Linked DNA regions of Mus musculus: regions 1, 2, 3, 4, 5 and 6 are each linked to region 7. A link is a contact called in public ChIA-PET, HiChIP or PLAC-seq and promoter capture Hi-C data. All regions are on one chromosome and are shown on one strand. Each heading gives the region's core, a stretch centred on a gene start, on an enhancer-like site or on the middle of the called end of the contact. The rest is flanking DNA. Distances are from core to core; before and after follow the strand shown.

Evidence for each region. Promoter capture Hi-C pulls out the DNA fragments that hold promoters and counts their contacts. ChIA-PET counts read pairs in DNA pulled down with a chosen protein or histone mark. HiChIP or PLAC-seq counts read pairs in DNA pulled down with a chosen protein or histone mark.
Region 1: a promoter capture Hi-C map of liver shows a contact between it and region 7, with 3 times the contacts expected there. The contact joins the promoter of Fabp1 here to the promoter of Immt in region 7. A contact is called at or near these places in 9 of 39 promoter capture datasets (3T3-L1-derived adipocytes, cranial neural crest, embryonic stem cells and 4 more) and 3 of 115 datasets of contacts at active chromatin or transcription factors (embryonic stem cells and extraembryonic endoderm stem cells).
Region 2: an RNA polymerase II ChIA-PET map of memory CD8 T cells shows a contact between it and region 7, with 56 read pairs. The contact joins the promoter of Mat2a here to the promoter of Immt in region 7. A contact is called at or near these places in 2 of 39 promoter capture datasets (erythroid cells and pre-B cells), 2 of 484 Hi-C or Micro-C datasets (erythroblasts and regulatory T cells) and 3 of 115 datasets of contacts at active chromatin or transcription factors (effector CD8 T cells, memory CD8 T cells and pancreatic cancer cells).
Region 3: a contact with region 7 is called in an H3K27ac HiChIP or PLAC-seq map of extraembryonic endoderm stem cells, with 12 times the contacts expected there. The contact joins the promoter of Eif2ak3 here to the promoter of Immt in region 7. A contact is called at or near these places in 10 of 39 promoter capture datasets (3T3-L1-derived adipocytes, the HPC-7 cell line, cranial neural crest and 7 more), 2 of 484 Hi-C or Micro-C datasets (embryonic stem cells and uterus), 2 of 115 datasets of contacts at active chromatin or transcription factors (bone marrow-derived macrophages and extraembryonic endoderm stem cells) and 1 of 9 other capture datasets (adipose tissue).
Region 4: a contact with region 7 is called in a promoter capture Hi-C map of neutrophils, with 6 times the contacts expected there. The contact joins the promoter of Elmod3 here to the promoter of Immt in region 7. A contact is called at or near these places in 7 of 39 promoter capture datasets (erythroid cells, hematopoietic stem and progenitor cells, hippocampal neurons and 3 more), 1 of 484 Hi-C or Micro-C datasets (uterus), 1 of 115 datasets of contacts at active chromatin or transcription factors (bone marrow-derived macrophages) and 1 of 9 other capture datasets (liver).
Region 5: a promoter capture Hi-C map of pre-B cells shows a contact between it and region 7. The contact joins the promoter of Tcf7l1 here to the promoter of Immt in region 7. A contact is called at or near these places in 1 of 39 promoter capture datasets (pre-B cells) and 1 of 9 other capture datasets (adipose tissue).
Region 6: a promoter capture Hi-C map of pre-B cells shows a contact between it and region 7. The contact joins the promoter of Capg here to the promoter of Immt in region 7. A contact is called at or near these places in 2 of 39 promoter capture datasets (liver and pre-B cells), 3 of 115 datasets of contacts at active chromatin or transcription factors (memory CD8 T cells, microglia and pancreatic cancer cells) and 2 of 9 other capture datasets (liver and macrophages).

The regions. Positions count from the first base shown.
Region 1 is chr6:71,198,295-71,201,447 of GRCm38.p6, forward strand. It overlaps Fabp1 (fatty acid binding protein 1, liver), which reads left to right and starts at 1,585. Exons shown (of 4, transcript NM_017399.5): 1 at 1,585-1,699. The coding sequence starts at 1,633.
Region 2 is chr6:72,438,294-72,441,177 of GRCm38.p6, forward strand. It overlaps Mat2a (methionine adenosyltransferase II, alpha), which reads right to left and starts at 1,263. Exons shown (of 9, transcript NM_145569.5): 1 at 1,053-1,263. The coding sequence starts at 1,143. Particl (promoter of Mat2a antisense radiation induced circulating long non-coding RNA) reads left to right here and starts at 390. Exons shown (of 1, transcript NR_046011.1): 1 at 390-2,322.
Region 3 is chr6:70,843,101-70,846,168 of GRCm38.p6, forward strand. It overlaps Eif2ak3 (eukaryotic translation initiation factor 2 alpha kinase 3), which reads left to right and starts at 1,415. Exons shown (of 17, transcript NM_010121.3): 1 at 1,415-1,921. The coding sequence starts at 1,626.
Region 4 is chr6:72,596,737-72,599,685 of GRCm38.p6, forward strand. Elmod3 (ELMO/CED-12 domain containing 3) reads right to left here and starts at 1,677. Exons shown (of 12, transcript NM_001253692.1): 1 at 1,586-1,677. It overlaps Retsat (retinol saturase (all trans retinol 13,14 reductase)), which reads left to right and starts at 1,866. Exons shown (of 11, transcript NM_026159.5): 1 at 1,866-2,060. The coding sequence starts at 1,892.
Region 5 is chr6:72,787,330-72,790,310 of GRCm38.p6, forward strand. Tcf7l1 (transcription factor 7 like 1 (T cell specific, HMG box)) reads right to left here and starts at 1,716. Exons shown (of 12, transcript NM_009332.3): 1 at 1,381-1,716; 2 at 1,233-1,296; 3 at 882-1,009. The coding sequence starts at 1,623.
Region 6 is chr6:72,547,773-72,550,623 of GRCm38.p6, forward strand. It overlaps Capg (capping protein (actin filament), gelsolin-like), which reads left to right and starts at 1,501. Exons shown (of 10, transcript NM_001042534.3): 1 at 1,501-1,729.
Region 7 is chr6:71,829,608-71,832,917 of GRCm38.p6, forward strand. Immt (inner membrane protein, mitochondrial) reads left to right here and starts at 1,713. Exons shown (of 15, transcript NM_001253681.1): 1 at 1,713-1,908. The coding sequence starts at 1,864.

The sequences.
Region 1 (3,153 bases), core at 335-2,834, 630 kb before region 7:
AATGCAGAGAAGCCAGCCCAGCTGAATGGAGGAGACAGAATGGGGGTAGGCCCACTAGCTGGGAGGAGTTACAGGGAGGCAGACAGCTGGAGGACAGGAAAAGTGTAGAAGAGACACAAATTCAAACATAGAGGAAGAAATACCCCGACACCTTCAGCTGGCCTATGCCTGTGACCTCTAGGGAAAGGTGGGTGATGAGGCTGGGTTTGGCAAGCCTAACAGCCTCACTAGAAGCTTAGACAATGGCAGTCATTTTGCAAGACAAAAATGAAAGCAAAGTGCAAGCTCTATTTTGAGCAGTCATCACAGTCAGGACAGTAGACACAGACCTTCCACGCTATCCGGGGCCTGTCACTGCTAGAGCAATAGGGACCATGGGTTCAAAACTGAGGCATGGCATACCCCAGCCTCAGATTTATAAGTCTATGTAGCCTCGGGGCAGAAAAGACTAGAGGATGGAGGGCCGATGGCTGTGAGTAATGAGGCTGATGCTAAAGTCTAAACAGAAGAGAAATAGGCTGTGAAGTGGCACTTGCTGAGAACTGCCTAGGATGCTGGAATGGGGAGATGAAGATGCTCTGGGTGACAATTCCCCCATGACAAACAAGAACATCAGAGATCTTTGGAAGCATCCTTAGGCCTCTTCCCCAAGGCCACTTCTAGTCAGGCTGAATGCCCGTGTACCATCTTAGTGCCCTGTTCTTAGTTGTGAGGCAGGGATGGGACAAAGTCAGCAGGTAATGCCATCTTTCTTGGCTGGACTTGTCTCTAGCAGATAAAATAATCTAAGTTTTCAGACTGCTGCTTTAGTTAAAGAGCTTACACCTGCTGACAGTAGATGCCTTCAAAGGGGAGGCTTGTCTGGACTAAGGCTTGCCTGGACTGAGACTTGCCTGGATTGAGGCTTGCTTGGAATCATTGAAGAAGAATTCTCAAAATACAAAACAGCTTTAAGGACTGATAAAATGTATGTAAAATTATGTTTGTATAATAATAAAAAATGAGAAATAAACATAAGGTTATATGAAAAAGGTTTTGAGTTCAAAGGTATTTCTCCCCATGTAATGCGCGCGCACACACACACACACACACACACACACACACACACACGTATGTGTGTTTATGTATGTACATATGGATATGTAGTGACATGTATATAAATATATGCATACATACAAGTGTACACATGTACAAACACATACATATGTGCACTTAGGTATATATGCATATGTGCATTGCTGGAGATGTGATTCACATGTTTCTAAATTATTTCTAAATGTATGTATGTTGCACATACATACATTTGTCAACATACATTTCAACCATGCACACTTATTTCATGAGTAGGGTTAAGTCACCATAAAGGCAACATTTACAGAGAGCTTTGCCCTTGGTTGGACTCACTAATGTTTGCTGAATTAGAACAAACCTCTGCCTTGCCCACTCTGATTTTTATCGTTGACCATTGCTCTCAGGAGTTAATGTTTGAGCCTGGCCATAAATAAATCGACAATCACTGACCTATGGCCTATATCTGAGGAGGAAGAATCCCCTTATAAAATAGGCAACAGTGGGTGACCTGGCAGGCAGAGCTGTTGTGGTCAGCTGTGGAAAGGAAGCCTCGTTGCCACCATGAACTTCTCCGGCAAGTACCAATTGCAGAGCCAGGAGAACTTTGAGCCATTCATGAAGGCAATAGGTGAGTGGTGATTATGACAGCAACGAGGGGCTAGCCCTACTATCAACAGATAGTCCAGGTCTGGTGTTGAGGTGGAAGGAGGGGTCCAGGCTATACCGAATTGAGGAGTTCTCCAGTGACTCTCCTGCTCTCTTGTTACTTTTACTGCTCCCCACTGGACAAAGCTACTCCAGGGAAGTGGAAACAACCCTACATTGGAAGATGAACTGGTTCGAAGTGTGTGTCTCATGGCACTTTATTCTAAGACCTTGTTCCTTCACTCACTTTCTAGCAAACATTGATTCAAGGCCAACCATACGCCAACCCCATGCTTGTACATATACCAGAGAGACAGAGTGTGATAGGCTACAATCCTGACCAATGTTCAGAGACAAAGCTACAATCTTGACCAGTTATTTGGAGATAAATGGAATGAAGTGTCTCCTAATATGTATGACTCTATACCAGGCATTGCCATGCAATGCCCACAGTAAATACTCACCATAAAACTGAGCTGTTTTCCCATTTTACAGTTGAGGCGACTGGGGTAGGTGAGGTAGCTGTGATGAGGCTCACAGTTTAGAGAGTGTTTGTGTTGGAGTTAGAAGCAGGTGCTGGGTCCCAGAGACCCTATTTAAACACCCTATGTCTCCCAGGGTACTCAGGTACGGGGGAGACTGTGATGATGAAAGCTGAGCCTGGAACCAGGGAGAGAAGAGTATATAACAGGAAGAAAGAGGCCTGTGGGCAGAGGGGGAAGTGGAACAAAGGGGGTTACCAACATGGAAAAGATGAGGAACAGCAAGAGTGGGGAAAGGACTCTCGGGTCATCCTAGGACTCAGAGCTTCTTTTGCAGACAAGTCAAAGATCATGAATGTGAGGATCCCTTAGTTTTGCAAGGGACCCTCCACTGTCACTGTGAACTCCCCGGTTCTTGTGAACTCCTGTTCATGTAAAAGCACAGATTTGTTCTGAAATCTGAAAAGCCCTATTCTAGGGTAAAGGATTTTTGTACATTACCCCCAAGAGCCTTGACTCCAGAGGCCACAGCAAGTTTGCCAGGCATGGTCCTACTTTGTGCATGGCCTAATTATCTGTAGCTCCCATATCACTTCAAAGGTAATTGGATTTGGAAGCTAAACATTCTGGAGGATGAAGTGTTCCCACTCTAAGAGCCAGGCCACTAAAGAAGGAGGGATCTGTGGGGGGTGGAGGGGAGGATGAGTAAGAAGCAGGGAGCCACAGAGGGAAGGGTCTTTACAACAAATGAATCGCTGGGCTGAGAATGTGGCTCGGTTGGTAGAGTGTTTGCCTAGCATGCATGAAGCCCTGGGTTCAATCCCTTGCACCATATAAGCCAGGTACAATGGCACATGACTGCGATTTTAGCACTAAGGATGTGGAAGCAGGAGGATCAGACACTCAAGGTCATCCTCCACCATAGAGTGAGTTAAGGCTAACCTAGGCTGCAAGA
Region 2 (2,884 bases), core at 13-2,512, 610 kb after region 7:
TACCCCAAAATGTGTATTGCAGCCACAGAACCTTAAGATGGAATCTAATGGCTGTACTAAGGAGTGATTCAATAGATATGGAGATACTCCTTTCCTTGAGGGGAGTGTGGGAGGAGCCACAGCAACACTTGTCTTTCAACCATCACTCATCAAGATGCTCCTCACAAGCCATGTAATAATATTGCTGTGGACCCCCTGCGAACGGAAACAGCTCAAACTGAATATTAGTATTTACTAAATGGTTATGTTCCATCTGAAACCCAAAGTCCATATAATAGATTCATTATAACCGATCTCATCATGGCGGTTCAGTGGACAAAGCCTTAAGGAAACATGAAATAAATCCTCCTTTAGTTGTAGGAAAAAGACCAAAGGGAAGACTTTAAAACGAAACCTAACGCGATGGGAGTATACACTTAATTCATGCACTTCATCCTTTTCAAGCACACTCTAAATAAGGGATGCCTTCTCTAATTCGCGCTATATTTAGTCAGTGGCAGTCTGTCACCTTGAAGGCTAAAGGGCATGTCTACCCATGCTCTTAAGCGTTTTCCAGGGGCCGGAAGTCAGGGATATTAGAGATGGGACCTTCGGAGACACCAGCCCCCACTTCCAAACTAGGGGTCGGGTGGGTAGAGGCCGCCAGCTCCGCTTCGCCCCAATTCCACATGCGGCGAACACGTGGTAGCCGCTGCAATGCGGGGCGCGCGCTCCCGGCGGCCGGACGCGAGCACGCGGGGCGGGGTCGCCCACTTGAGGTTTTTCCAGGCGACGGGACTAAAGAGGAGGAAGCAGTGCCCTCCCCGCGCCGATCTCAAAACTGCCTCGAGCCCCCGCCCTTCTCGATTTCTGGAACCTTCCGCATGCCGGGGCGCGCCGCCGGATGAGGAGCGGAGAAAGGGGGAGGGGAGCGGGGCCGCACATTGCAAACTCGCGGCGCCACGAGGGAAGCGCGCGGCCGCTGCCATGCCCACCGCCGCCGGAGACGGCCTCGACCACCCCCAGCGCCACTGCCCTCCGCCCTTCCCTCCTCCGAGTCCCCGTCGGCTCACCTGGGTGACCTTCCCCTACAGACTCGGAAGTGAAGAGGAACGTCCCCTCCTCAATGAACGCCTCGTGGAAGCCGTTGAGCTGCCCGTTCATGGCGGCGGCGGTGAGAGAGGGCGACTCTGAGGAGACTGAGAGGCGGCGAGGCGGAGGGCTGCGGAAGACACAGAGGGAGGATCGCTTCAGCTCTCGGCAGGCTGGAGACTCGGAGCGAACGGAGCGGCGGGCGAAGCGGCCCAGTATTTATAGAGCAGGGGGTCGCGCGCGCCCGGCTCGGGCTCCGCCCCTCGGCGTCGCGCGCCAATGCGCCGCGGGCGGGCGGATGGGGGTTGGCAGGGAGGTCCGCCGAGCCGAGCTCCGGCTGAACCATTCTACCGATGGGGGGGGCGAGCAGAGCTAACCGGGCCTCCTGCCAGTAGTTAGTCATCTTGATGGCGTGGGTTAAATGGAGATGTAAGTGAGTAGACTTGGGGTTTACGCCCATCCCCACGTTGATTGCTGGAGAAGAGAGGATTTGGATTTGAAGGACGGCCTCCCCTGTACGAGGGTATGGTACATCCCTCCGACCGTTGCCCACGGAGGTCTGCCGGCGCGCGCGCCTCCCAGCGGCGGCCGTGGCGGTGGCGGCCGTTTTGTGCTGTGGCTCTCGCCGAGGGTCTTTCCTGCCACCACCACCCTCCATTCGCCACCTCGTGCACCAGCGCCGGGTGGCCCTCTGCCATGTGAAGGTGGCCATGTTGACTGGCCAGCGGAGGCTAATAGGCACTGCCCTTATCCATCCTACACGGTTCCCTCCGGGGAACGAGAGATTGTGAGGGGTTCTAGCCCTACCGTTAGTCATGCCTCGAGTAACTGCTCTGGGGAAAATGGCTGTAAAGCCAACTAGCAGGAATGCTGTATTGTTTTTCCGAACAATTGCCACTTGCCGGCGGCCTCCCCTCCCCCCTCGCCGAGCCTCGTGGACCCCCGTAGTCTGAGACGGTACTAGATTCTTTTCTATCCTAAATCTGACTTTGCATGGCTTGGTTTTCCATGCTTCCTAGGAAGAAATGGACGTTCCAATCTGTTCGAGAGAATATGAATGCTTCTTTCGTGTGTGTAGGGGAGGGCGCTATTCAAGCCTTCAAATGTGCTTCAGATGAGCTTGTCAAGGTCAAATGGCCTCGATTTTATGACACTTTCTCTTTTAAACTTTTGCAGTTGTCTCAGTTTTGCTCATGAAATGAATTAACAGACGGGGAAAAAAAGGGAAATAAAACTCCATACAGACAAAGAGTGGAGTCTGGAGCTAATTGCATGCAGAGACCCTCTATGAGGCCAGTGTCACACAACTGTTGGGTCCAGTCTTAGGGCAGGCCAGGAGCCTGGTGGCTTTTGAGAACCAGTGTTTGTCAAGAACATCGGGTTTTATGATGCTAGGGAACAGCCTGCTCCTAGCATAAGATGCACTTGACTGTGAGGCTGAATGACAACCTCCGGCTGCCAGCTGCCTTGCCTCAGAAAATTAGGTACACTATGAAAAGCAAGGGGCATTTCCCTCTAGGGTGTGTGCCAGTGCAAAGGTGGGAGTTTGAGAAAGGCACTGTGGGAAACAAAGGAAGCTCTTAGACTGTGCTATGCTAGGAACAAAGAAGATAAGGGACACACACAGGCTCATCTCCATGTCGGAAACCACATCGTTGCAGGCAGCCTGACAGTATTTTGTTCTTGTTCGTTGGGTTTATTTTTAAAACTAGCCCTTCATGAGAAAATAGTAAAGACTTTCATAATTTTTACTTGTTTTAGGGGCTAGAGAGATGGCTCAGCCATTAAGAGTACCTCACAATGAGTAATAAAA
Region 3 (3,068 bases), core at 165-2,664, 990 kb before region 7:
AGGGAATTTGCTATGACAGCCCTGGAGAATTAATATACAGGGCAAGAACTTCCGGTCCTTGGCTTTCATCCTAAGCAACACAGGGTAAGTTGAAGGTCATATCCTGCCCTGTAGGGAAGCAGGAAAACAAGGGACAAAATGTCTCATAGAGGAAAGGCTGAGTTCCACAGTGGAGGACACTTAGGAGGAAAAACGGGACTCCTCTTCGAATTTATTAAAACCATGTGAGTGAATCAGAGCAATCTGGGTGGAGCTGAGGAATACTAATGCCTGTGCAGTGTGTGTGAGATGAGAGAGGACAGGAAGACAAGGCGCTTTAGAGATTTGTTGTACAGAAGAGAGAAGGAATGTGGTGAGAACTAAAGGGAGAAATGGGTTTATAGGGATTGGGGCTGAGTGGAAATTAAGTGTGCTTCATGCAGATGGAGACCAGCGTACACAAACTGCCAACATCATTAAAAATCTTCCCAGTGTTTGGTTGGTGTTCTGAGTACACTGCTGAAGGATGCAACTTCTTACTCTTCCACACACCAGCTCTGAAATCTTCAGGGTATTCGCAACTACTTTAAGAGAATTTTAAACGCTTTGGTCAAACATTTGAACCTTCCCCACTTTGGTCGTTGTCGTTCTATTTCTCCTGAGGGCAGTGTAAAGCATGCCAAACCAACCGGGAGACTTAATAAATTTTTGTGACTGTGTGACCTTGTGCAGATTACTTCAAGTGCGCCAGGCCTGGGATCCTCCTTTATAAACAGGTTAAGAGGCGTTCCGGGCGCTCTGGGTTATCTGTTCTACAGATCACTGTCATCTCTATCAAAGCTGTAATTGTAATTCTTAATACCTTCCTAGCCACAAATTGGGCAACTCCTGAACTTCTAAGGACACATGACCTGTGCAGTCACTTTCCCCCAACTCTCATCCCTTCTTTCCAAATAAATTCGGCTTGGGAATAGCAAAAGCATCTATCCCTTTAAGATCAGCCACCTCCCGGCCACCCGGGACTCCTTTCCACTCTTCTTCCTTTCACAGGGGACGGTCCTCTTCACACTCAGAATCGGCCACGTACTAAGTGCCGCTTCCAACCAATCAAGAAGCAGTTAGCTCAGGCCTTTGAGGAGCATCCACTTTCACCAATAATCTCCAAGCTTTTCCCAGCGCCTCACTTTGAGGGGCGAGGCCAATCAGGGAATGGACCAATCCGTTCCAGAAGTGGCATTAGGGAACTGAAATGATTCACCAATCGCCTAAGAAGACTCTGGGGAGGGGCATTTCTCATTGGCCGTCGTTCCCGGAAAAGGGCCGGACTGCCACAGGGAAAACTACAATTTGATTGGTAGGTATAATGTTGACAACAAGGAACGCGTCTGCCTGGCTCGGAGTGGCAAGGCGCGCAACCAATCGCAGAGCAGACGCACGGAACCCTCGCTCAATGGGCGATGTCTGCACAAGGCTGTCACTCAGGTGGCAGTGGCTGAGACGTGGCCGGGCAGCTCTGCTGCTGCGGCGCGAAGTCGAGAGGCGGCGGGGTCCGTGGCGCGCGCTCGCAGTGCTCCGAGGCTCCGAGCGGCGAGACGGGCGGGCGCCGACGGCAGGGTCTCCATGCCCGCGCGTGGGGCGGGCCGCTGATGGAGCGCGCCACCCGGCCCGGGCCGCGCGCGCTGCTGCTGCTTCTGTTCCTGCTGCTGGGCTGCGCGGCGGGGATCTCGGCGGTCGCGCCCGCCCGCAGTTTGCTTGCTCCCGCGTCGGAGACAGTGTTTGGCTTAGGGGCAGCGGCCGCCCCGACTTCGGCCGCGCGGGTGCCTGCGGTGGCAACGGCCGAAGTGACCGTGGAGGACGCCGAGGCATTGCCGGCTGCCGCTGGCGAACCGGAGTCACGCGCGACGGAGCCCGATGACGACGTGGAACTGCGGCCTCGCGGCAGGTGAGAGGTTGGGAACTAGGGTCGGGGCACCTCTCGCAGGGATGCGAGTGACTGCGGACAAAGCAGAGAGCCGCGACACCTTCCTGTCCCACTCTGAGCGCCTGCCTGGTCCTGGCTGTGGGAGGGCAACAGCATCTTTAAAGGAGGATGAGGGATGCCTGGAGAATGCAACACCCGGCTTAGGGAAGAAAGTCACTTCCCCGCTTTCATTGTTTTCGGGCTTTAACCATATGCACTTTACACTCCCATTCCCAAATACTTGACTCGTTCTGTCCTGATTCTGTTGCGACAGGTAAAACGACTTTCAAAAGAGATGCCTACATTTATCCTTCAAATACAAGTCTGTTGTGGCTCCTGGTCGAGGGTTTTGATTTTCTGTTTCTCTAATTGAGATATGCGGGAACACCTGCATCAGAATTACCAGGGGGATGCTGGTTAAATGGACAGTTTTCTAGGCTCCGCCCCGGTTTTACTAAACCAGACCTTTTCTGGGTAAGAACAAGCACTCTCAAGAGCTCCGAACACACTTAGAGGTTAAAGTTTAAGGAGTGTGCTTGGGTTCTTTTATCCTAGCAGCTTTTTGATATTTAAAGGGGGTTAGCATAGTTTATTTCAGTTGGATTTCTTAGCCTTATAAACATACAAATTCAAGAGACAAGTTTTAAAGCAATTTTCAAAGTCTGCACAGAATGTAAAATACTTTAATAAAGTATTTTTCAGATAGCATGTGTGGAGAAAGTGGCACTATTTAATAGAAAGAATGCTAAAAGAGCATTAGGTAAATTAAGAGCTGCATCTAAATTAGAACATATCTAAGTTTGTAACATAGTAGTTATAGATTATAAAAAGTATCAGAACCTTGATCTAGGTACCCAGTGATTACCAGAAATAAACAGGGCAAGCCCTAAAATTCTCCATACACCATTTGAATAGTTATATTTAAGAATGTTTAAGTAATAAAGAATACAATTTCATCTATTTGCGAATGTATGAACTCTCCTAGATGAGTGAAACAGCTGTGAAGAGTAAATTACACGAAGTAGAGAGAACTATTCTGTTTTCCTTAGAACACACACCTGCAGCAGCAGGGACTTTCTAAAGCTGAGCAGAACCCCTGGGGTTATGGAGGTAGAGCAGGAAGCCTCTG
Region 4 (2,949 bases), core at 427-2,926, 770 kb after region 7:
GGGACCTAGAAGACTGGTAGAAATAAAGAAGCAATTGTCTTCTGACCTCCACACACGCACCATGGCACACACCGCTCTGCTCACCCAGATAAAAACCAAAAAAAAAAAAAAAAAAAAACACACACACACACAAGGGGCTGGGAAGATGACTCAGTGGGCAGGAGGGCTTGCTTCAGGGTAAAAACCTGAGTTTGGCTCCCTAGCACTCTGGTCGATGGAATTAAAAGGATTGCTGGTTGCTGGGCCTAGTTCCACATTCAGTCAGAGAAGCAATTCTACCAACTTCAAAGGTAGAAGGCACAGAGTGACAGAACAGGCAATTTACAGTCCCCCTGATCTTTCTGTTCCTATATGGGCATGCATGCTCACACCCACACACCAGAGAGTCAGTGTGGAAAGGCTGGGACTGTAACCTAGTGGCAGCAAAGGAGGCTCAACCCCTGATATCGAGGGGGAAAATGAGAGTGGATGGTTCTCACACAACTGACAGTCATACTTCACAGACTCAGAGGACTAAGTCAGTGGGGAGGCCCTCCACGGAGCCAGTCCTCCACTAGGGGACTATGATTTACATTCCCCAAGGACTGACTGCCAGTAACAAACAGCTTTTGGGCTCGACGCCTGGCTGCCTGTGATCTAGAGAGGATGGTGGTAACGTCCTCCCTGAAACACCCCAGGAACTAGCTCCCCCCCCCCCTCCCCAGAACCTCAGCATCTACCTCTCTTTTCCTTTCCTTCCATCTCGGCCTAAATGACAGCATAAGATACACACACATCAGATAACCTGGCAGGGTCACAGGTAGGACTGACAAAGTCTCGGGAAGGCTCTCCTGTTACTGTGGGGAAAACGAACCAAGTAGCATAGAAGCATGACCTGCTTTACATACCGGACTGGAGCACCGCTGGGGCCTAAAACAAGGACAAAACACTCAAAGTTACGAAGTCATTCCTCCTGATAGTGGGTACCTGAGGAAATGGGCCTCCTATACAAACAAATCCCTCTTAAGTCAAGTACGTATTTCAGACCTACTTTCCTCAAAGGGCAACATTAAGATGGTAGGATATCTAGACTGTCTGCTGGAGCTTAAACTCTCTGAAAAGCTGATTTAGAAGCTGGTGCGTCCTTAAATGCAAATAAACACACAGGATGATCCTTGACTTAGTCTTTCTTGAGGCTTGTCCTAGGTGGCTTGCACTTTGAGAGCCTGATAGAGTAGTTACGATTAGGGGAATCCACCTAGGGATAACGTCGGTGTGAGGCTGCCAGTCCTGGGCTGACACAGGTTTAGGAGAGCTCCTGTGCAGGTCTCAACAAGGTCTCAACTCAGATACCCAGACAGAGGCTGTGTGGGCACAGAAACTTTGTCACTGCTTGGAAGAGGAGAGGGGAGGAAAGCAATGAACTGCCTCCGAGGTTCCAGCGAATCCAACACGGAAAAGGCACCAGAACCCAGGTCTTCTCTGCCTCCCAGACAGGATCTCTCTCAGACCTGCAACTTTCATCCTTGTTGTGGTCCCGCGGTGACCATTTCCACCAGACATCGTCCTCCTCACCCTCACCTCCCTCACCAGACCCCTTGCTCACCGGACGCGTCCCCAGCGTTCCGGTAAGGGGGGGATCCCACATCCCCCTTTTCGCGCAGCCGTGCAGTGTCGCCTGTCTCGCGCTAGAACTACATTTCCCATTAGGCAATTGAACTCCTGCTCTGCAAAGATCATACGGAGGTCCATAATGGACAATCTTCATCAGTTTTGAGCAGGCGTGAGTCAAAATGCTTCGGCTCCTCCAAGTCTGGTATTACTCCAAGGACGAACTAGAGGGGCGGGGCCTCAGCTATAAAAGCCGAGCTCAGCGGGGAAAGGACGCGGTCTTCCGAGCCCTGGCAGCAACATGTGGATCACTGCTCTGCTGCTGGCCGTGCTGCTGCTGGTGATCCTCCACAGGGTCTACGTGGGCCTTTACGCTGCAAGTTCCCCGAACCCCTTCGCCGAGGATGTCAAGCGACCGCCTGAACCCCTGGTGACCGACAAGGAGGCTAGGAAGAAAGTTCTCAAACAAGGTCAACTGATGGGTTTCAGGCCTGCTCTCGGGCCTTCTGCTCATGTCTCCCCATTAGTAAAGTGCTGGGAAAACTTCTCTTGCACACAGAGGTTCCATAATTTAGTGTTCTTTGCTTCTGAAAGGGTGCAGGCATTACCCTTGGCACGCCAAATTCCAGCCCCGCCAGTTGGAATCTTTTCAGCTCACGGCTTACACAGAATAAGAGACCTTTCCCCTACTTGGGTCTGGAGCCAACTTTTCCCTATACTTCTGTGCATGCTCGGGGGCACAGGGAAGCAGCACTGAAAGTTTTCCTAACAAGCGGGTTGCAGGCAAAATGTAGTCCAGTTCATAGAACTGAAGCTTGATAATAACTTCGGAATTTCAGTACTGGCTAGGGATAAGAACTCCACTCTCCAGTGAACCATCTCTAAAGCACGTGTAGAGTGCTCCCAAGGTTTGTGTTTTTGAGACTGGTCTCACTTTTGTACTGGAGTTGGCTTTGAACTCTCTTCGCAGCCCAGGCTCAAACCCGGAGCAGCCCTCTTCTTCTGTCCCCAGCATGATGAGATAGATTACAAGCATGCACCAGCATGTCTGCCTTTCAACGTTTTACGGAAGTGTTGGAGCTGGGCATAGTGGTGCAACAATTTAATTCCAGTTTGGACTACACAATGAGACCCTGTCTAAATGCACACATCAAACCCCAAAACAACCAAAACCCCCAAATGCAAAACTTTCAAAAAACAAACAAGGATCACCTCTTTGACCTCCAGGAGCCTCTGACTTGTAAATTTTAGCCAAGCCTAGGCTAGCCTTAACTGCACTATTTTTTGGGGACTGACTTTGAACTCCTGATCCTTGTGCCTCTACTTCCTAAGAGGCACCACACCCAGTTATTTTATTAT
Region 5 (2,981 bases), core at 466-2,965, 960 kb after region 7:
ACCCAGCATCAGCATAGGAAACTTGGATGTGGAGTAGCGGCTCGAAGACCAGGCCAACCCCGAACTGCACCCCTCATTTCGCAGGGGAGAGAGGCGGGAGCTCCGAGCTGGAGAGGGGTGAAGGAATCCGCCCTCATTTGCACATTGTCTGGGGCCGGGTCAATTTGCTTAATCACCGCTCTAAATGCCAGGCACACAGCACACAATGCGCTCCCATTAACAGGTTTAAAGTGTCGCAGCGCTCGCTTTAAATGAGAAAAGCCCGCAACAAAAGGGGGAAAAAGCCAAGTAAGAATGCCTTGGGTCGCCCTCCAAACCATCTCAGAGGAGTTTAAAACCCAGAGTTCTGCAGAAAAATTGAGGCCCTGGGGGTGAGGATTGGGGGTGGGTCGTGAATAGTTCACACAAAATAAGGAGTTTGTACAGCTCACAGCAGCCCAGGGAACCCGCAGGTCAGAGGACATCTCAAGTCAGGATCCTCCAGGCCCTTGCCCAACTTTCTCCCTTGCCAAGGGGAAAGCTGACCAATCTCCGGGAAGGAAAGCGAGACACCCCCCCCCCAAACACACACCCCCCACCTCCAAAGGCAGGCACAAATCCAAGTTTTCCTTTGGTAGGAGCAAGGAATTTGGGAGGCTGGGAGGTCCCACCAGGCCGCAATCTCCCAAAGGCGAGAAGTTAAAAGAACTTTACTTTCATCCCGTTACTGGCCAAAAGCAGTCTCATACTAGGCCGCCACAGGGGAGTTTGACTCTGCAAACAAGTTCGGCCCAGGATCAGCTCAGGCAGGAGGCCCCATCCCCCACACCACGGAAAGCCCAGGGGCGCATCCCGCCGGGCCCGACGCCCACCGGTCCCGGCACGGCCGGACTGACACTTACGGTGCGCGCTCCACCAGGAGACAGGGGTCCGTTGGAGAGGTACGGGCTGCTCAGGTCTGGAATCATCAGGAAGGGGTACCCAGGATACGCAGGTCCCTTAAAAAAAGCGCCATCCTGGGGCCTTCTCACTGCGGACAAAACCAAAGTGGAGTGAGGTCAGGGGTCCCCCAGACAGAGTAGCTATCTGGAGCTCGGGGCGGGAATCTGGAACCCGAGCACCCCTCGAGTGAGCCCCAGAGTGGCTGCTGCAGCGATGGGAGGAGAGCAGGGGTTCCGCCACCCGGACCGTGGAGACCCGTACGGCCAATCGCTGATGGCTGGAGAGTGGAGACTGACGGAGAAGGCACTTACCTTCGGCGAAATAGTCGCGCGGCTTCTGGAAAGCGTCCCGGGCGGGCTGCGGGCGCCTCTCCGCCTGTGGAGGAGACACAAAGGCGAGGGCGGGTGAGCGGGAGCGGGACCCGGGTCCCCCAGAGGCTGACCCTAGGAATCCCTTTACCTCGGAGTCCGAGCTACTGCTCTGATTCTCCGATTCGTTGACCAGGGACGACTTGACCTCATCCAGATCCCTCTGCGCCGAAGCGCTGTCGCTGCTCGGCTCTTGCTCTTCGCCCCCCTCGTCCTGGAAGGGGATCAGCTCGTCGTTCGCTCCGAGGTCGTCCCCTCCACTGGTTGCCCCGGCTCCGGAGCCACCGCCTCCCCCGCCGGCGCCGCCACCGCGGCCACCACCGAGCTGGGGCATGGTGGGGCCACGGGCCGGGGCCGCTGCGCTCGGAGCCCCGCGCCCTGCCTGGCCCGGCCCGGCGCCCCTCCCTCCCTCTCGCTGGCCCGGCTCCGATCGTTTGGCCGCTGCGGCGACAAAGTTTTGACAGGGCGTGGCTCTGTGGGAAGCGGGCCCAGCACCGCCCAGCCGGGGCAAGAGACACTCGGCTCCGAATCGTCCCGCAGCACGGAACCTAGGACTCCCAACTAGCCGCCGCCACCGCCGCTGCCTTCTCGGCCCGGGCGTCCCAGCGCCTGGCCCGCCGGGGAGGGGCGATGGGGAAGGAGGGAGGGACCGCCCGGCGGGGCAGGGGGGCCGGAGGGAGGAGCCCCGGCTGCAAGCTGACACCCGCGCCTCTCGGAACCAGGCGAACTGCAGCGCGCGCACGCACACTCGTATTCACACTCGCGTCCTGCTCGCTTGCACCTTCCGGGGCCTACAACTACCCTCCTCGTGCGACCACCCTACCCCTCGAACTTATCCAGATCCCCTCCAGTGAACTCCATGGCTACCCTGGGAAGTCCTTTCTCGCACCCTCCCTCTAAGAGTCTGGCCCGCACTCCTTCACATCCCCTAACTTTCTTTGCAAACAAGCCCCAGAACTCCGCGCGGGTTCCCACTCCGCTCCCACCGCACTGGCAGGCAGCACTGCCCCCTGCGGGACAGCCGAGGACTCGCAGATCCGCCGAGCACAACCACTCAGCCTGCCGAGTACAGGATCCCATCAGCCCTTCTACTCAGCCAGATTTTGTGACACTTTGAAACAAGTTGAGCGGTCTTACATTCCCTTTCCTATGGTATTCCAACGCATTCCTGTCCCCAAACTGTGTTTTTGATCACTTCCTCTTAGTAAGGAACTACTGCAACCTTGAAGATCACGCTTTCTCTCTAAAGCTGGAGAAGAGGTGTGAAATTCAATACTCACTGTCTTGGATTCAGACGGGATTTTAACTGTATTGATTTTAAGAAGAAATTATCACCCAGAACTCCCAAAGCTGATTAGGAAGCTGCCGTGATAGCCCACAAGCACCATAAGCAAATTACCTAACTAGCTTCATAGGTAAAAAACAGACTTGAGAGAGTATCTGGGCGCTAACAAGATGGCTCAGCAGGTACTTACCGTCAAGCCCCATGTCTTCAGTTCCCTGTCCGGTACCCACATGGTGGAAGTAGAGAACAGACACTCGTCCTCTAGCTTCTACGTGTGGACCATGCCATGTGCACTCATTCCCTCACAAGTTAGGTATCATTTAAAAGATGGAGATGGTAGAGCGTGTATTTAGCATTCATGAGGTCCTGTGTTCAATCCTCGGGACTAGATAGACTCATATATCCTC
Region 6 (2,851 bases), core at 251-2,750, 720 kb after region 7:
TTTTCTCCAGGCTTTCCCCTAGCAGCCTCCGAGATAGGTTAGGCTGGTCTGATGGTTGGATAATTAGCAAGCTTGCTTCGGTGCTACCTGGGCCAGGGCCATGACTCTGAACACTAAACTCTATGGCTTAGTGGACTTATGGATCTGACTGTTGACTAACATTCTTCCAGGATGGGCCTGTCAGGGTCCCTGGACATTGAGTCACCCAACTGTAGCTGCTCCTTAGGTGCAAATATTCCTGAACCTCTCAACCTGTGAGTCATGAATCATTTGGCAAAGTTTTATCTCTAAAGTATTTACATTACGAGTTATAACAGTAGCAAATGACAGTTATGAAGTAGAAGGAAGATAATGTTATGGTTGGGGGGGTCACCACAACATGAGGAACTGTATTGCGGGGTCACACATTAGGGAGGTTGAGAACTGCTGACCTAGGGATTAGGAGGGAATAAGAGCCTCCTTGACTGAGCGTCCTGTTTTCTATGTGACTTCGGGCTGTGCCCCAGGGTAAGGCTTTCCTGGGGCCAGCAAGTTAGATCAGACTGATTCTATATTATGGTCCTGTGACTGTGCGAAGGGAGCGGCTGTTGCTTTGGGTTGAGCTTGAAACCATATGCCCTCTGTCCTGGAACTCAAGAGATCCACCTGCCTCTGCCTCCCGAGTGCTGGGATTAAAGGCAAGAGCCACCATGCCTAGCTAAGGGGCATAGAGAGACTTCATGTTTCAAGACACCTTGTGTGGTGCCTCATTACATGTAAATCACTAGTGTTCAGGAAGCAGAGGCAGGATTCTCATAGCATTGAAGCCAATCTGGGCTACAGATTTAGTTTCATAGCAGCCTGGGTGCCAAAGTGAGACGCTGTCTCAGTAAAACAACCAAACAACAGTTGGTCACGATGGTGCACTTTTGTGATCCCAGCATCCGGGAATCAGAAGGGTCAAGTGTTCAAGACCAGTTTGAGCTGCCTTTAGAGGCTAGCCTGACTACATGAGAGCTTGTCTCGAAAACAAAACACCAAAATGAACACACATACACACACACACACACACACACACAGAGAGAGAATGTGTCAGGGCCTCAAACACTCTCTTGGAACTTTGCTTCAAAAACAGACTGGTTTACAGAGAGATTTCCAGGACAGCCAAGGCTACACAGAGAAACCCCGTCTTGAAAAACCAAAAGGAGAAAGAGGAGAAGGAAGGAGGAAGGAGAGGAAGAGGGAGGAGGGGAAGGGGAATGGAGGAGGAGGAAGAGGAGGAGGGAGAAGGAGTAGGTCATCATCACATGTACTCAGGGCAATGAGACAACTAGTCAGGGGGAGGAGGAAAAAGTAGTGTAGGGCCAGTGACCCAACCCAGGAAAAGTGACTAACCAGCCACAGCAGGGCCTGAGCAGACTCAGGCCTCTGCCGGGGCTAGTGAGTGGAATGGGACTTTCCTTGCTGGTCTGACTCTTTAAATTGTTCAGAATCTGCCTTGCCCGAGGCCGCTGTGATGAGACCTAGTCAGGCTTTAACCTCCCAGTGACCATGTCTGAGAAATAGCAGCCTTCCATCCGCATGGCCCAGCCTTGGAGCTGGCTTTCCTGAGCCCTTAGACTTCTGAGTACTGAGCCTCCCCATGGGTGGGGCAGGTGGGTGGGGCAGCCCAGTGGCGAAGAGGGAAGTTAGAAGCTAGCTATCGAGGGGCAAGCTGAGACGAGTTTGAGAAGAAAAGGCCCGTGGAGAGGTAAAACTGGGAAGGGCTCTGTAGAGAAGGGACTAGGACTCTCATGAGTGGGTAGGTGAGGGCTGGCTGCTAGGGTCCGGGAACAGGTGGGAACGGTGTCCCCAGGCGTAAGTCAGCTCAGGTCATTAGCTGTAGTTTTGCAGCTGCAGAGTCTTGAGTGGGTGTGGGTGGGATGTGTTCTAGCTGCTGGGGAGGAGCTGAAGGGTCTGGGCTCATCCTGGTCTGTAGGAGGTGGTGTCAGACCTGAGAGATCCCCAGAAGCCATCAACCTGTCGGGAGGTGAATTCAGATCTGGTGGTGTCTGTCCCCAAGATAGCACTATCCTGGGCCCAGACAACTGGAAGGAAGGGAACTGAGAAGGAACAAGGTAGGTTCAGCTACTTGAGGGACAGTCAGCCAGCCCCCAGTTAGAGGGTTGGCTGGGGACCAGTGTGGAGAGAGATGAAGGTAGAATCTGGGGGTGTGGGGAGCGGGATCTGCTTTGGCCTGTCCTGGGGGTTCAGAGCCACTGCTGTTCCCACTTCTAAGAGACATTGGCCACAGTCAGAAAGTCCTGGGCTTCTTGAATTGGCCCTCTATTTCCTCCCTAGGGCCGCTATTTCAGCTCACACTAACGGGGCGGATATGGTCTTTGAGGGGAAGTGACCTGTTGTGAGTCAGGGTCCAAGAGGGCAAAAATAGCCCCAGTTTTCCTCAGTACTGGGCCACTGATGCACATTGATAGGATCAAGCATTTTGTTGGAGGTAGGAGTGGACTCCACTTCTAAGCCCCCAGTGTGTCCTTAAAAGGTATTCTAGCCAGAGTTAGCCAGCAGGGCACACATCCTCCCCCCCACTGCTCACGACAGTCAGATGGGCCTCGTTGCCCTCTGGCTTTCTGCTTCAAGGCTGCTCCAGGCCTTGCCTGGATGTCGAGATCCTAAGCAATCCCGTTGGTTTTCATCTAGTCCAGTCATTGGATCTCAGCAAGTTAGGACAATCAGACACTTTTCCGGGCACAGTCAGGTGTGTCCAAAGGTCCATAGGCAAACTCAGCTTCCTGCTCCAAAGGTGCTTTCATGTCTCGGGGAGAAAGCCAGCCCCTAAAACTCATCACATTGTGGCACAATGGGGGAAAACGGA
Region 7 (3,310 bases), core at 463-2,962:
AACTCACTTTGTAGACCAGGCTGGCCTCGAACTCAGAAATCCGCCTTCCTCTGCCTCCCAAGTGCTGGGATTAAAGGCATGCGCCACCAATGCCCGGCTTAAGATTTATTTTTATAAATCATGTCTGTGTCTGTATCTGGAGGGCTCTCTGATAATTTATAGGAAGTTGTAAGCTGCCTGATATTGGGGCTGTGAACTGAATCTGGGTCCTCTACAAGAATAATATATGCTCTTAGACATTGAACCATTTCTCCAGCCCTGAAGAATGAGATCTTAAAGCCAAGGAGACTGTCTGTAGTACAAGGTCCGAAGTGTAGTACAAAAGCAGCCCCGGGTCAACAGTGTGCGAGACGTTATCACGCTGGCAAGAACCAGAGCAGCGGTGAACAGGGATGGAGCCAGACTGCTAGATTTACTAAGAAAATGGGAGGACTGGAGGCTGTCGAATGATGACATGACAAAGATCGACAAGTACATTACTGAAGTGCTCTGAAAAGCTTGGCATGTATAGAACGTAGATAATATAGAACATAAACACATTTTTGATATTTTTCAAATCTTTCCTGTTTTTTGTTTGAAATTTATGTAGTCCAATCCTGCAACAGCCTCCCAAGTGCTGTCATTTACAGTGTGACCACAACACTGGACTTCATTTATTTTATAAATGAAAATAAAAGTGCAGCTTTTTTTTATCTGTATCGTATCATAACAAATCACCTACTTATGGCTTGTAAGTATTTTGCAAACAGATTTGTTGTTTTGTGGTTTTCAAGACAGGGTCTCAATATATTCAGCTGGCTGTCCTGGAACTCTGTAGATCAAGCTGGCCTTGAACTCAAAAGATATCTGCCTACCTCTACCTCTCTAGCGCTGGGATTAAAAGCATGCACGACTAGGTCCAGCCTCCAACAGATTTTGAAAATTATTTTTCTATGTTATTATGGTAAGAGAACCACATAATCATAGTGGAATTTACATAGAATATTAACGACAGTCAATTTTTAACACATTGTTAAACTCAGAACGCTTGGAAGAGTCTTCCAAACCGTCCCCAAAACTGCGACCGAAATCATCTTTATAAAATAAAAGTGGCAAAAAAAAAAAAAAAAAAAAAAAAAAAGCGGTGTGACTTAAGTAAAAACCTGAACTTAGAATTTGGGTTCCTATCCGTTCTCTACTATTTAAAGACACCGGAAACACATTCTGCCCCAGGATGCCTTCAGCACATTCGCTTATTCTTCAGCAACCCTTTGGAAAAGAAAAAAAAAAAAAAAAAAAAAAAAAAAAAACCAAAAAAAAAAAAAAAACCCTGTAGGCATACGTGTGCCTCAGCTCCATAAAGAAGTCAGCGGACAACTAATTGGAATCGATTCTATTGCCACCAGAGAGGTCGCAAATTTCAGGTCGTCAGGACTGGGAGCAGGCGTCCCTACCGGATCCACCTCCCCATCCCTTTAATTCTAAGAGTCTAATTCTAATTTAATTCACCAACGCTTTAATTCTAAGAGTCACAGTCGAACTTTACACAGCACTCTCCGGCCAGTTCACCTAGTAACCCGGTCATCTGCAGACAAACTAGCGCCCAAGCGCGACCCGGAAGGAGAACCTGCCCTTCCGCCTCCTAGTCGCCAATCACCGCTTTACTCCCCTTTTCGCAGCCGGGGTGAGTCCCACCCTCAGGGAGCCGCCTCGGCTGTAGCAGGGGAGGAGGCGGCGCGTGCGCAGTGGTGCCGGTGGCCCTTCCGGTGCGCCGGACGCAGCTAGGCTGTACAGACGCGGGCACGCACACCAGCACGCACGCCCTCCTCTCGTGCGGCCGCGGTCGTTCCCGCGTCCACCAGCAGCGCTGTCGCTTCGGCAGAAATGCTGCGGGCCTGTCAGTTATCCGGCGTGACCGTCGCGGCCCAGGTGAGCGTGGGGTCTCTCCGAAGGGGCGCGTGGTCACGCTGACTGCGGACTGCCAACGGACAACGTGAGAGGCATCCATGATGCGCACCCCCCCCAGGCAGAGCCACCCCTAGTGCGGGGAACCGAGGCAGTCCTCTAGGGCGGCCGCTGGACTGGAATGACTCGAGGGTTATTGCTGAAGAAGCGGGCTGGGGTGTGGAGCGCGGGGAGGCGGGTGTGCCGCTGAGGCGTGGCTTCAGGGACCTGGTATCCAATCAGTACCTCCTTATCTCAGTCTCGGACCAATCCTGGCTGCTGGCGTCTGGGCCGCCGGTTGGGCACGTGATAGGTTTCCAATCGTGAAGGTCGGCGCGGGAGAACTACAGTTCCCAGCAGGGATTGCTTCTCAGGGCTTGTTGCATCTTTAATAAGCAGGTTCCTGGACTGGTGGAGAGCCTAGGGGTCAAAGTTGCTGTTAATCTGGGAGTGGGTTCCTTTTGTTTCCGTAGCCGAGAGCGCCTTTGAGCTAGTCTTATAGTAAAAGGTGAAAGATTTTTCATTTCTCGAGCTTAAACTTCTGGTGCTGAAGGAGGACAGAAGTCATGACCTTGTGCTTATTTCTGAGATTAGCTTGGGGATCAGTGTCTCTAAGCACTGGAACCATGTCTGACATTCAGGTATCTTAGGCGCCCTGTTTTGTCTCTCTTTAATTTTTCATAACTGTCAGTATAACTTTCTACAGTTGAAAATAAAAACCCCATTTCCATTACTCAGAAGTTTTAGAAAACTAACACTTGAAAGGTTATGAGGAACATGCTGCAACTTGAGCAGTAATTGGATAAAGTTTCGAGACAGGGTCATCCTGAGATGATTGAAGTTAAGCAGTTTTGTTCTTTATTTTTGCTTTACTGTTTGTCCTTCAGCCTCTTGCATAGGGAAGTGAGCCCCGTATTAGTTTTCTGTTGGTATTTATCCAACAGCACACATTAAGCAGCCTGTAACTACACCCTCATTGATTATCTTCCAGTTTTTGTAGTAGTCTGGACATTAGTGTTGTGGAGTCTCAGCTTAGAGTCATGCAAGGCTTTGTTGAGAAGTATTAGCTGTGCTTTGATTCTCATTTGTAGATAGTACTTTTTACTTCCTCCAAATTCATAATTAGCTAAATCCAGCCCCTTCAGGTGTTGCACTAAAGTCCATGTTCTCTCCTGTGTCTTGCAGGTGGCTGCTCTCAGCTTTTAGAACCTTCTAACAATTTCTTGCCACAAGGCACTTACAGGCCATTCCTAACACCAAACACGAAACACAACACATTTAGTATTACCATGTGCTTCTTTCTGTCTTTACTTCAACATCTCTTCTCTCATTGATTTATTTACTAGACTAGCCCTACCTGAGTAACTTCCCTAATTCAGATTTCTTT